Linked DNA regions of Oryctolagus cuniculus: region 1 is linked to region 2. The links are chromatin contacts, called in public Micro-C maps. All regions are on one chromosome and are shown on one strand. The core of a region is the stretch at or near the end of the contact, and the rest is flanking DNA. Distances in the headings are between cores, read along the strand shown.

What was found. Hi-C and Micro-C count contacts between places; a contact is called where the count stands out from the background.
Region 1: a Micro-C map of ear pinna shows a contact between it and region 2, with 2.0 times the contacts expected there. The contact joins the enhancer-like site here to the promoter of ZDHHC13 in region 2.

The regions. Positions count from the first base shown.
Region 1 is chr1:47,344,137-47,349,884 of mOryCun1.1, reverse strand. No RefSeq gene overlaps it. Among named protein-coding and RNA genes, the nearest start is that of MGRG4, 26 kb to the left of the region's middle. Within about 2 kb of position 4,419, at least 3 of the 8 cell types and tissues checked have an H3K27ac peak or open chromatin away from gene starts, as enhancers often do. A contact at or near this core is called in ear pinna, where this site is marked.
Region 2 is chr1:47,293,888-47,299,844 of mOryCun1.1, reverse strand. It overlaps ZDHHC13 (zinc finger DHHC-type palmitoyltransferase 13), which reads left to right and starts at 1,517. Exons shown (of 16, transcript XM_051851863.2): 1 at 1,517-1,667. The coding sequence starts at 1,641.

The DNA.
Region 1 (5,748 bases), core at 3,170-5,669, 47 kb before region 2:
TATTTATTAAATAAAAGCTTTCTATAAAAAGAAAAAGCCATGGTCTGGGGCCAGTGCTGTGGCGCAGTGGGTCGGGCTGCCACCTGTGGTGCCAGCATCCCATATAGGCACCGGTTCAAGTCCTGGCTGCTCCACTTCAGATCCAGCTCTCTACTATGCCCTGTGAAAGCAGTGGAGGATGACCCAAGTCCTTGGGCCCTTGCACCCATGTGGCTCCTGGCTTCCGATTGGCACAGCTCTGGCCGTTGTGGCCATCTGAGGGGGAGTGAACCAGTAGATGGAACACCTCTCTCTATCTCTCTCTCTCTCTGTCTCTGTCTCTCTCTCTCTCTCTCTCTCTCTCTCTTTGCTTCTCCTTCTCTCTGTGTGTAACTCTGACTTCCAAATAAATAAATAAATCTTAAAAAAAAAAAAAAAAGAAAAGAAACGCTTGGCCCACGTCCGCAGGGTGGGCAGGAGGCTGTGTGAGGAGAGGCTGATCAGGAAGTCCCCGCAATCCCGTCCAACCGACGCGCTCCTCAGCAGTGAGAACCACGTGCTTTCACAGGGTGACTTCCGTGGCGTAGGAAGCAAACCTGTGAAGAAATGGAAACTCGAGGCAGAGAGAATGCGCCACCTGTCCGTAATAATGCAAAACAAATGGAGATGAAATCAGCATTGTGTGGGTGAGAAGGGGAAGACCAACCCAGTGTGCAAAAGTTACAGCATTTAGCAGAAGATAGAAATATTATTTCCAGCTCCTCTCCTAGAAAAAAGAAGAAACAGAGAAAAATACATTGAAAACACTACAAATGAAAATAAGAAATAAAATTGTTAAAATCAGCCACATATAGAAAAAATTTTGATAAAATGAAGTGTACTAAGTTCATTACTTAAAAGACAAAGCGCAAAAATTAAAATAAAAGGGTAGTTTGTACAAAAAAAGACTGGAATCCACAGATTGGGTCTAAAAATATAACGAATGCTTTTTATGTGATGTTAATTTAAATTAGAAAGACACAAAAAGATTAAAAGTAAAAGACAAAAAGATTAAAAGAACCAAAAAAATTAACCAGGCAAATACTAACCATAACAGAGTTAATGTAGCTATATTAACATTATATGGTTATGAGAGCAATACACAAGTTGTTTCATTATTATGCAATGTTAACTGTATTTCCCATATTAGTAGGAAAATATTAAAAACACAATTTTAGGGGCCAGCGCTGTGGCGCAGTGAGTTAAAGCCCTGGCCTGAAATGCCGGCATCCCATATGGGCACCAGTTCTAGTCCCGGCTGCTCCTCTTCCGATCCAGCTCTCTGCTATGGCCTGGGAAAGCAGTAGAAGATGGCCCAAGTCCTTGGGCCCCTGCACCCACGTGGGAGACCCAGAAGAAGCTCCTGGCTCCTGGCTTCAGATTGGCATAGCCATTGCGGTCATCTGGGAAGTGAACCAGTGGATGGAAGACTTCTCTCTCTTGTCTCTACCTCTCTCTGTAACTCTGTCTTTCAAATAAATAAAATGAATCTTTTTAAAAACCACAATTTTTTTGACAGGCAGAGTGGACAGTGAGAGAGAGACAGAGAGAAAGGTCTTCCTTTGCCGTTGGTTCACCCTCCAGTGGCCGCCGCGGCCGGCGCACTGCAGCCGGCGCACCGCGCTGATCCGATGGCAGGAGCCAGGTGCTTCTCCTGGTCTCCCATGGGGTGCAGGGCCCAAGTACTTGGGCCATCCTCCACTGTACTCCCTGGCCACAGCAGAGAGCTGGCCTGGAAGAGGGACAACCGGGACAGAACCGGCGCCCCGACCGGGACTAGAACCCGGTGTGCCGGCGCCGCAAGGCGGAGGATTAGCCTAGTGAGCCACAGCGCCGGCCTAAAAACCACAATTTTAAAACAGATAATTTATAATATAAAATTGTCCTGAGAAATAAGTACATAAATACGTATAAATACATATGACCTGTGTAAAGGAAGAAAAACATTCTTGAATAACACAGAAAAATACCTAAATAAGCACTCGATACAAAGTCTCTCATAGAGTCTCAAACACTAACTGTTAGTGGTTTTCAAATTCCATTGCTAAGCTAAAGTCAAGTGGGGAGCCTGGCCTGAAAGCTTGCTTCACTGATACGCGGCTACTATTAGGTAACCAGAGGAGAAGGCTCTCAGGGATGCTGAAGCAGAAGCAATGAACAGGCTTTTAGCATTTTGTCTTGTGTTGAGAGAAAATGTGACAGTACAGTTTGAGACATGCTCAATCGGACTTGCCCCAAATGGTGGAGTTAGAAATGTGCTGGGAGATCCAATACAATCCCATCAAGGTGGCATGTACCAATGCCATCTCACTAGTCCAAGTGATCGATTTCAGTGCACAATTGATCACACTGATAGGTCTAAGAGTCAAAGGGATCACACAAACAAGACTAGTGTCTGCTAATATTAACTGATGGAATCAAAAAGGGAGAGAACGATCCAACATGGGAAGTGAGATACACAGCAGACTCATAGAAGGGCAGATGTCCTAAACAGCACTCTGGCCTCAGAATCAGCCTTTAAGGCATTCGGATCTGGCTGAAGAGCCCATGAGAGTATTTCAGGCATGGAAAGCCAAGACACTCCGGCCAAAAAAAAAAAAAAAAAAAAAAAAAAAAAAAAAAACCTAAATGAAAGATCTGTGCGAGTGAGATCCCAAGATCCCAGTAGAAAGAATGGGGCCATCAAAGAAGGAGGTACCTTTCTCTGAAGGGAGGAGAGAACTTCCACTTTGACTATGACTTTGTCTGAATAAGATCGAAGTCGGCGAACTCAAATAGCCTTGGCAACTCATGACTAGAGCCTAGGGAGATTACTGACACCATAAACAAGAGTGTCAAATTGTTAAGTCAACAACAGGAGTCACTGTGTACTTACTCCTCATGTGGGATCTCTGTCCTTAATGTGTTGTCCAATGTGAAGTAATGCTATAACTAGTACTGAAACAGTATTTTACACTTTGTGTTTCTGTGTGGGTGCAAACTGTTGAAATCTTTACTTATATATACTAAATCGATCTTCTTTCATATAAAGATAATTGAAAATGAATCTTGATGTGAATGGAATGGGAGAGGGTGCGGGAGATGGGAGGGTTGCGAGTGGGAGGGAAGTTTTTTTGGGGGGAAAGCCATTGTAATCCATAAACTGTATTTTGGAAATTTATATATACTAAATAAAAGTTTAAAAATTTGGGAAAATTAGACATTCATGGGTAGGACTTTAATAATTACTGAGTGACAACAGTTTTCTTTTTTATATGAATTATATGAGCCTGTGTAAGTATGTGAATATGTTTGTAAGTATATCTGCACACAAACCAAACAATATTATTTTTTGCTTGAACCATGAATGCATTTGCTATTTTTTAAACGGTATATTGAAATAATAAAAAAATTAAATGCAAAAAATAAATAAATAAATAAATAAATAAAATGCTTTCTTTGTGATTACGAGTGTTAAAAAAAAAGAAAATGTGACAATACCACAAACGGCCACTAGGTGGTAGTCAACACCCACGGTCAGGATCCTGCGACCCTTGCCGGGCCAGCTGGGGGCCCTGTGATGACGTCCCTGAAAAAGTCCTTGCCCTCGTCAACACCTTCATTCCCCATTTCTTTCCTGGGCTGTCACGAGGCTTCCGAAACCCAGCCCCCGGGACCTGCTGGCTTTGAAGCCGCTCAGCACACGCCGGCTCACCTGGGTCCTGGGGCTGAGCAGTGGCTGCACCTGCACTCGGAGGGAGGGGGCTGCGGCTCTGCCGCCTGCGGCGTGCCGCTGAGCGAAGCCCCAGCTTCCTTCTCTGCCCCTGCGAAGGCGGGAAGGCGGCCGCAGAGGGCACCGCCCTGTGAAGACAGGGAGCAGGGTTGCAGCTGGGATAGCTGCCTCCACCCTCACGGGGACCGGTGTTGGGGAGCAAAAGGCAAAAGGCGCTGCCTTGAGGAGGCAGCAGACAGCAGCTCCTCCCCATTCTAGATTTCGGGGAGCCCCGGTGACCTCCAAGTCACCCTCTTTTCCCAGGCCTGGCTGCCACCTGGTGAGGCCTGCCGGTCTGGTTTTCCCCACCTCTCCCTCTCCCAGTGATTGGCCAGGGCGGGGCCCGGCTGCCAGGCATCGGCCAGGGTGTGTGCTGGGCTGGGTGGCAGAGGTTGGGTAGCCCCAGAGGAGGGCGAAGGTCCAGACAGGTACCTGGGGTTAACTTCCTCCTACAGCTCAGGAAGCTGGGAACTGATCTCCCCCCTGCCCTCTCCCCTCCCTGGCCTCCTGGCTGCGTGGAGGAGTCTGGAGGGGCCTCTGGGTCAAACCAGCTCCCCCACCTTCACCGGCCCCCACCAAGCGCTCTGTGGCGCAGCCTCCCAGCCCTGCCCCCTGTCGGTCCCTCTTCTCCACCTCCTGGGATCCTCTTAACCCTCTGGGCCCAGCTGGGCTGCCTTTGGCTGAGCTCCTGCAGCCCAAGCCCGGCACCTGCTGCCCCAGGCTGTGGACCGTGGTTGTCTTCTCTGCTCCTGCGGGCTGGCAGCTTCCTGAGAGCAGGCTCCGACTGTGTGATTCACCCACTGGTCCCCTCGTCCATTTGTCCAGCAAATACTTACTCAGCATCTGTCTCCCAGCAGCCTTGCTTTGCGTGCTGGAATGGGCGCCTGAAGCCAGCTCACAGCTCTTGGTCCGGGGCTCTTTCCCCTCTCCCCACCCACCTCACCAGCACCAGGGAAGCAGTGCCCAGTGCGCTAGGAGCCCTGATTAGTGGTGTGCTGGAGCGTTTTCAGACAGGCAGAGGGGCCTAATGGCATCTCTCTGCCGTGTCTCTCTTCCCCTTGAATGTCATTCTCAGCTAAAACACAGACCCGCCTTGCCTGCTCCTGTCTCTGCAGCCTCCTGGGTAGTCCTGGGTCAGCCACTCCTGACTCAGGCAACTCCTGAAACTCCTCGCGGCCTGGACTGCCTGCTCTCCGAAAAGGAGCCAGCAAGCGTGTCTTCTCCGCTGGGTGGCAGGGGAACGCTCTGTGCCTTCATAAGCAGTGGTTCCGGTCCCCAGGGGCCTGAGGACTGAAGTCACTCCCACCCATGGCAAAACGGGCTCCACTTAATGGACTCAGAGGCAGGCATTCCGGGGCCCCTGCTCTCAGCACCCAGCAGTGCACCTACCATCACTATGGCAACAACATCAATCCGTTGGGTAGCACTTACCCTGTGCCAGCCACTGCTCTCAGCAGTGCTGATGTGGACCCGGAGCTGGGAGGGCAGGGCTCCTGACTGCTGGGTCTCCGAGTCCTTGGTTTGCACAGGATTGCATTTAGAAAGAGGTTCTGGGCTCAAAACAGCATTGGAGGGGACGGTAGAGCCAGGTCACTCCTAGAATCCACGTGCGCTCCCACCCCCTGGAGCAAATCCATTCACTTCACAAATATGCAAACACCAGGCAGAGAATCCACCTGAAAGGAAAGAGTTGCAGGGATGGACATTTGGCCTAATGGCTAGGACGTCCCTCGAGGCACCCACATCCTGTATCACAGGGCCTGGGTTCCTGCGGGTGAAGGCTCAACTGGTTGGGTCCCTGCCATCCACATGGGAGACCCAGATTGAGTTATGGCTCCTGGCTTTGGCCTGGCCCAGCCCAGCTGTTGTGGGCATTTGGGTACTGAACAAGTGGATAAAAGATTCCTCCTCCTCCACTTTCAAATAAACACAAATCAAAATGAAAAAAAGAAAGTATAGTTTTTGCTCTCATGGATATC
Region 2 (5,957 bases), core at 268-2,767:
TAGCCTATCATTACTGAAGCATTGAAACAGCAGCTTTTGAGCCTCCGTAAGAGACCTGGGTGTGAATTCTCTCTCTGCCATTTACTAGCTGAGTGACTTGGGATTTGAGGAATCAGTCTGAACCTGTTTCTTCTTTTGGGAAATGGGGGAAACAACACTCATCTTGTGGATTAGACATAATGTTTGCAAAACACTGGCACAGGTGCCAATGCACAGTAGTTGATCAATAAACAGAGCTCTGACTAGCCAAGCAAAATGACCACACCCAAACATTTCTTCCTCTGTGAAGCCTTGCCCAGCGCCTCATTCTAGTCTCTCTGAATTAACTGCTCTTTCCGCTGGTCCTCAAAAGAAGCTACTTGCACTGCTATTTGACAGTTTGTCCCTGCATGATAGAAGTTGATGACACACCTGTACATCCACCCATGCACTCCAACACAATTGGGCTGAGCATTTTCCATATCCCAGTGCTGTGGCAGGCACCGGGAGTTCAGAGATGGCCATAACATGGTTCCCGTCCTCAAAGGGCTTGGGCTTTCTGGACAACCAAGGGCTGTTGTGCCCAGTAGTCAGGAGCACTAAAATGTAATAATAATAATATACTTTTAATTTATTGTATCATAGTAACAGTCTTCTTGAGAAAACTCAGCATTTCGTTGGATTTTCCAGGTATTTTATGGTTAACATTACTAGTATGGGACAAGGGCATCATAATATTTTCAGTTTTCAAGATCACACAAGTAGACACTGGCAAATATTTTAACAGCTAACACGTATGGGCTCCTTTCCATAAGCCCATAGTACCATTGGTTCGGTACTTTAAACTTTTTCTTATTTAATCCTCCTGATAATTCTCTCATTTTTCTTCTTTCACAAATGAGAACACTGTAAACATTTTCGCAAGGTCGGCCAGCTACTCAGTTGCCCAGTCCAAAAAAAAATTTTTTTTGACAGGCAGAGTGGACAGTGAGAGAGAGACAGAGAGAAAGGTCTTCCTTTGCCGTTGGTTCACCCTCCAGTGGCTGCCGTGGCCGGTGCACTGCGGCCGGCGCACCGCGCTGATCCGATGGCAGGAGCCAGGTGCTTCTCCTGGTCTTCCATGGGGTGCAGGGCCCAAGCACTCCCTGGCCACAGCAGAGAGCTGGCCTGGAAGAGAGGCAACTGGGACAGAATCCGGCGCCCCAACCCGGTGTGCCGGCGCCACAAGGCGGAGGATTAGCCTAGTGAGCCGCGGCGCCGGCCCGCCCAGTCCAAATTTGCTCTCGGTAGAATGTTGCTGCTGTTGTCCTAACAGCCAGAGCCTGTAGTAGCAGGATCACTCCACCACGGCGAGATGCGCAGTCTTGCGCGGAGGCTGTGGGAGCCCGAGCGTACCGCGGGGGCGGGCCAGGGGCGGGGTCTCAGGCTGGCGCTTCCCTACTGGCCTCCCAGGCGGAGGAAAAGTTCCGCCTCCAGCCGAAGGTGCTCGCGGATTGGCTCTCTGAGACCGATTGACGGCACAGAGTGTAAGCTGGGACCGCGGCGGCGGAGGCGGGGGCGCGAGCAGGAAGTGAGAGTAGAGGCGGCCCAAGGCGGGCTGGCAGGCGGGCGACGGCTGCCACTTCGCCGAGTCGCTGCCGCTGCCACGGGTCCCTGGGGAGATGGAGGGCTCGGGGCTGAGCTCGCAGGTGAGTGGGGCTGGGGCTGTGGGGAGAGAGACAGTGTGGAGTGGAAGCAGCTGAGGGGCCTCCGAGGGCAGCGGGGGCCTGGTCCGGGGAGATAGGAGCTTGGAAACTCTGAGAGAGATGCTGGAAAGCCGAAGACTGTCGTCTGAGGGCCCGCGCCGGCCCCTCTGGCCTCCAGCCGCAGGTCAGGGCGCCCCCTGGGCCCTGGGGCCGGTGCCCGGCGCGAGCCGCTGTGGGGCCTGGTTGGGGGGTTCGCTGTGCCTAGGGGACGTGTCAGGTGACACATCTGAGTTGAGCCAGCGCGCCTTGACCTTGGTCTGGCGTCTGAGCACCCGCGGTCGCCTCGCACACCCTGTTGTAACTCTTGTTCCCGCATCCTTGCTTGCTCCTGAAAAGAATTAAGGCCGTCTGTTCGGGCTGCTGGGAGGGGAGGTACGTGATAGCCATCTGCAGAATCCCGGAGGACTCCGTTCTGTGGAGGAGGAATTAACAGCCAGGTGTGAGGACAGGAGCGGGCGACGGGCAGGGAGTGTTGGCACCGAGAGAGGAGTTTTGTCCATTTTCCGTACGCACTTTTCCCAGTGCCTAGAGTACAGAAGGTCACGGAATATTTGTTGAATACATGAAGAATTAGCAGATTGAGCACTTTGCGTATGCCGGATACTTTTACGTGTGTTGTTTTACTCCAGAGTCAGTGCATCCTTAAGGTATCTCTCTACTTATAGATTAAAAAACAAACAACAACAAAACAAAAACTGAGGGTGTCTCCGACTTGAATGAGTGGAGTCACTGATTTTCGAGCATGAAATGATTGAAGTACGTGGACCCTGAAGAAGGTCTTTCAGTCCCGAGAATGTGTCTCTTGCTCCCCCTTTTCCCGTGGAGGTTTAAGTGACAGGTTGTGTGGGGGAAGCATAAAGGTGTTCTTACTGGGTGTTGGTGCATTTTGAGTCAAGAAAAAATGGTGTGCAAGTAGGACTTTACAAAAGCGTGTAGAATCTTCACATAGAAACCGTGTCTTGCTGTTTTTCTCAGAGCCTCAAAGAAACTTAGTAGAAGTGGCTATCATGTCCTAATTACGGGCATGCATTGACAAAATCCTTCAAGCGCCCCACGTGTACTCCGTCAGCTGAAGGGAAGACAGGCGTGCCCCAGTCCCTACACGTGGAGGGAGAGAATGACTCAGAGGTGGCTGTGAGTAGGGCAAGGTAGAGAGAGCACAGCAGCCACTGTTTTTTCTATCATGTGAAGATCTTAGCTATATGCTGTGCTTCACAGGGGGCAAAATGCAGCCCCTCTGTTGATTTTCACTATGATCCTGTGAAGTGGAGAGAGATTGGTACAGTAGTCCCTTGCTCTCCGAGCAGTAGGGGTTGATTCTAGGACCCCTGCGGATACCACAATCCACAGATGTTTACTCTACTTACATAAAACGGCATAGTATTTGTATATAACCAGTGCATATCCTCCCATATATGTAAATCACATCTAGATTACTTACAACACCTAAAAGTATATAAATACTTGTTAAATTCTACTATTTAGGGAGTAATGACAAAGAGTCTGTACGTGTTCAGGCCTAACAATTGTAGGCCTAACTACACAGCAGTACATGTCTACATGTCTGCATCAGCTTGACATTTTTTTTTTTTTAATATATATTCAATTCACAGTTGGCTTAATCGGTAGATTTGGAATCCAGGGATGTGGAGGGCTTTGTGTATGGTTGCTCCTCAACTTCCCATGGGTTATGCTCAAATAACTTGTTGTAAGTTGAAAATATTTGAAGTGGAAAATGCACTTAATACACCTAACCTACCAAACATAATTTAGTCTAGCCTACCTTACATGTGTTCCAAATTTTCCTGCATTTGAGCTAAGTCATCTAACACAAAGCTGATTTTATAATAAACTATTGATTTTCAATAATTTTTTGTATACTGAGAATAGAAAACAGAATGGTGGTGTGGGTCCCCAGTATATATACACCGCGGAAAGCACACTGGGGCTAAAGAATGTTTGGAGCATTGAATTAAAATTAGTTGCTGAATGGTGGGGATGCTATAGCAACAGGGCCATCGATTTCTGAGAGCTGTGGCTTGCTGCCACTGCCCAGCATCGCAAGAGAATGCTGGTATCACTCCTCTGGGAAAGATTAAATTTAAAATAAAGTTTCTACTGAATGTTGTCACTTTCGCACCATTGTAAAGTCAAAAAATCATGTCTGATGATCTTAAATCATGGACCATGTGGTATTCGAGTTAAGAGAAAGAATTGAAGCTTAAAAAATTGGACTCACTTGCTACAAGTCAAATAGCCACTAAGTGGTAGAGCCAGGACTTCCTTTGTTCATTTAACAAATGAAGTGGTTTTTTTTTTTTTTTTTTTTGGCTTAATAGTGGGTCTTAACATTTGAAAATCAGAGTTACAGATAGAGAAGGAGAACTTCTGTCTGCTGGTTCACTCCTCAGATGGCTGCAATGGCCAGGGCTGAGTCAGGCCAAAGCCACAAGCGAGGGGCTTTATCCAGGTCTCCCACAAGGGTGGTAGCAGTGCAAGCAGTTGGGCCATCTTCTCCTGCTTGGACTGTTAGCAGGAAGCTGGAGCAGAAGTGGAACAGCCGGGATACAAGCTAGTGCCCATATGAGAAGCTGACTTTGCAGGCAGTGGCTTTACTTGCTGTGCCACAGGCCAGCCCTGAAAAATGAGTTTTGAATGTCTCCTAGGTGTTAAGGTATCCTTCTAGCTACTGGCAATAAATTAGTGGATAAAACAAGAAAAAAGCATTCCCTGCTGTTGTTGAATTTGGTTTTTGATTCCAAGTTCATCATTGATGGATTTTTGCCAGAATGCCTATACAGCTGGTCTTCCCATCAGTTTCTTTCTGACCGACCTCACCTTTTTTGAGTACTTTCTTACTTGATCCATCAGCCCCAGCCCCATTGGCTTTGGGGGCTTAAACTTGCTATTTGCTGTGGCTCAAATGCTCTTTTGTTGTGTACCTATGTGGCTGATTTCTCCACGTCTGAGATCTGGACACAAATACCACTTCAGTGTGGCATTCTGTGCCCCTGTATTCCCTTCATCACTACTACCAGTAAAAATCCCTTCCTTGTTTTATGTTGCACCTCAGCATTTAATACCATGTAACACACCTGTTGGTCCTGTTGACCTCTTAGGTTCACTGCTGTGTGCTGCATGTCTAGAACAGGTCCTAGCATTGATGAAAATACTTGTCTAAGAAGGAACTTGGAAACTGAACTCTGCTGCTTGTGTTAATGTCATGATAAACTACAATGGCCATGTGTCAGCTTTTTCACTCTTTCTCATTGTTTCATAATCTGGCAAAATACGGTTCCTCATCAGAGTTCCAGTATGATTTTCTAAATCTTGGTTTTTCTCTTCAGCTGATGCCCATTGTAACTTCAATAGTACTTACGTACTATTTAAAAAGGTAATGTTACCCATGCTATTTCCATGTAACAAATGACACATGATCATTTAGAGCTGGAAGATGATCCAGAGATGGATTGTGTTATGATGAACTGTCCCAGAAACCAGGGTGTAAAACAGCTGCTGTCGTGCTCATGGCCTCCATGTTCCAGAGTCTGGTCAGGCCAAGGCCCCACCACATCCAGAACCTCGGCTGGGAAGGGTCCTGTCCTGGGAATGGCGCACCAGCATGGGTTGTCACTGAGGGGTGTCTTCACTCATGGGCCTGGCTGTTGACAGTGACTTTGAGCAGGGACATTTACGTGTGACATCTGCACAGCCTGGTAGCTGAATTCTAAGAACAGTTGTCTCTAGAGACAAGAAGAGGAAGCTGCTGACTTTTAAGGCCTGTAGCACGGCATCACTTCATGAGTGAAGCAGTCACAGAGCCCAGTCAAGAAGGAGGAACGTAGACTCCCACCTCTTCATGGAGAGTGTCTAACAATTTGGAGCTGTAGTGTAAAAATCACCACAGGTGTATTCATTTGTCTCATATAATTTTCATAATAATCTTGTTCTGCTCCACTCCCTCTAGGAGGGTATTTTGCTAGCCATATGTCTTTCTTGATATTCCCTTCTCTCTCCCTCTCCCATCTCTGCTCCTCCCCACTCTCTCTTTTCTTCTTTTGACCCGTGTATCTTTATCAAAGCGGCACAACAAACATTATCCTAACATCTGAGGAAGTTTTGGACTGGGATCGTAGGTAGACAGAGAAGATAAAATAGAATCCAAAAAATCTTGGGAACTGAAGACTCTGAATTATGTGGCTCAGAAACTCTTAAACTGGTGCATAGCATGAG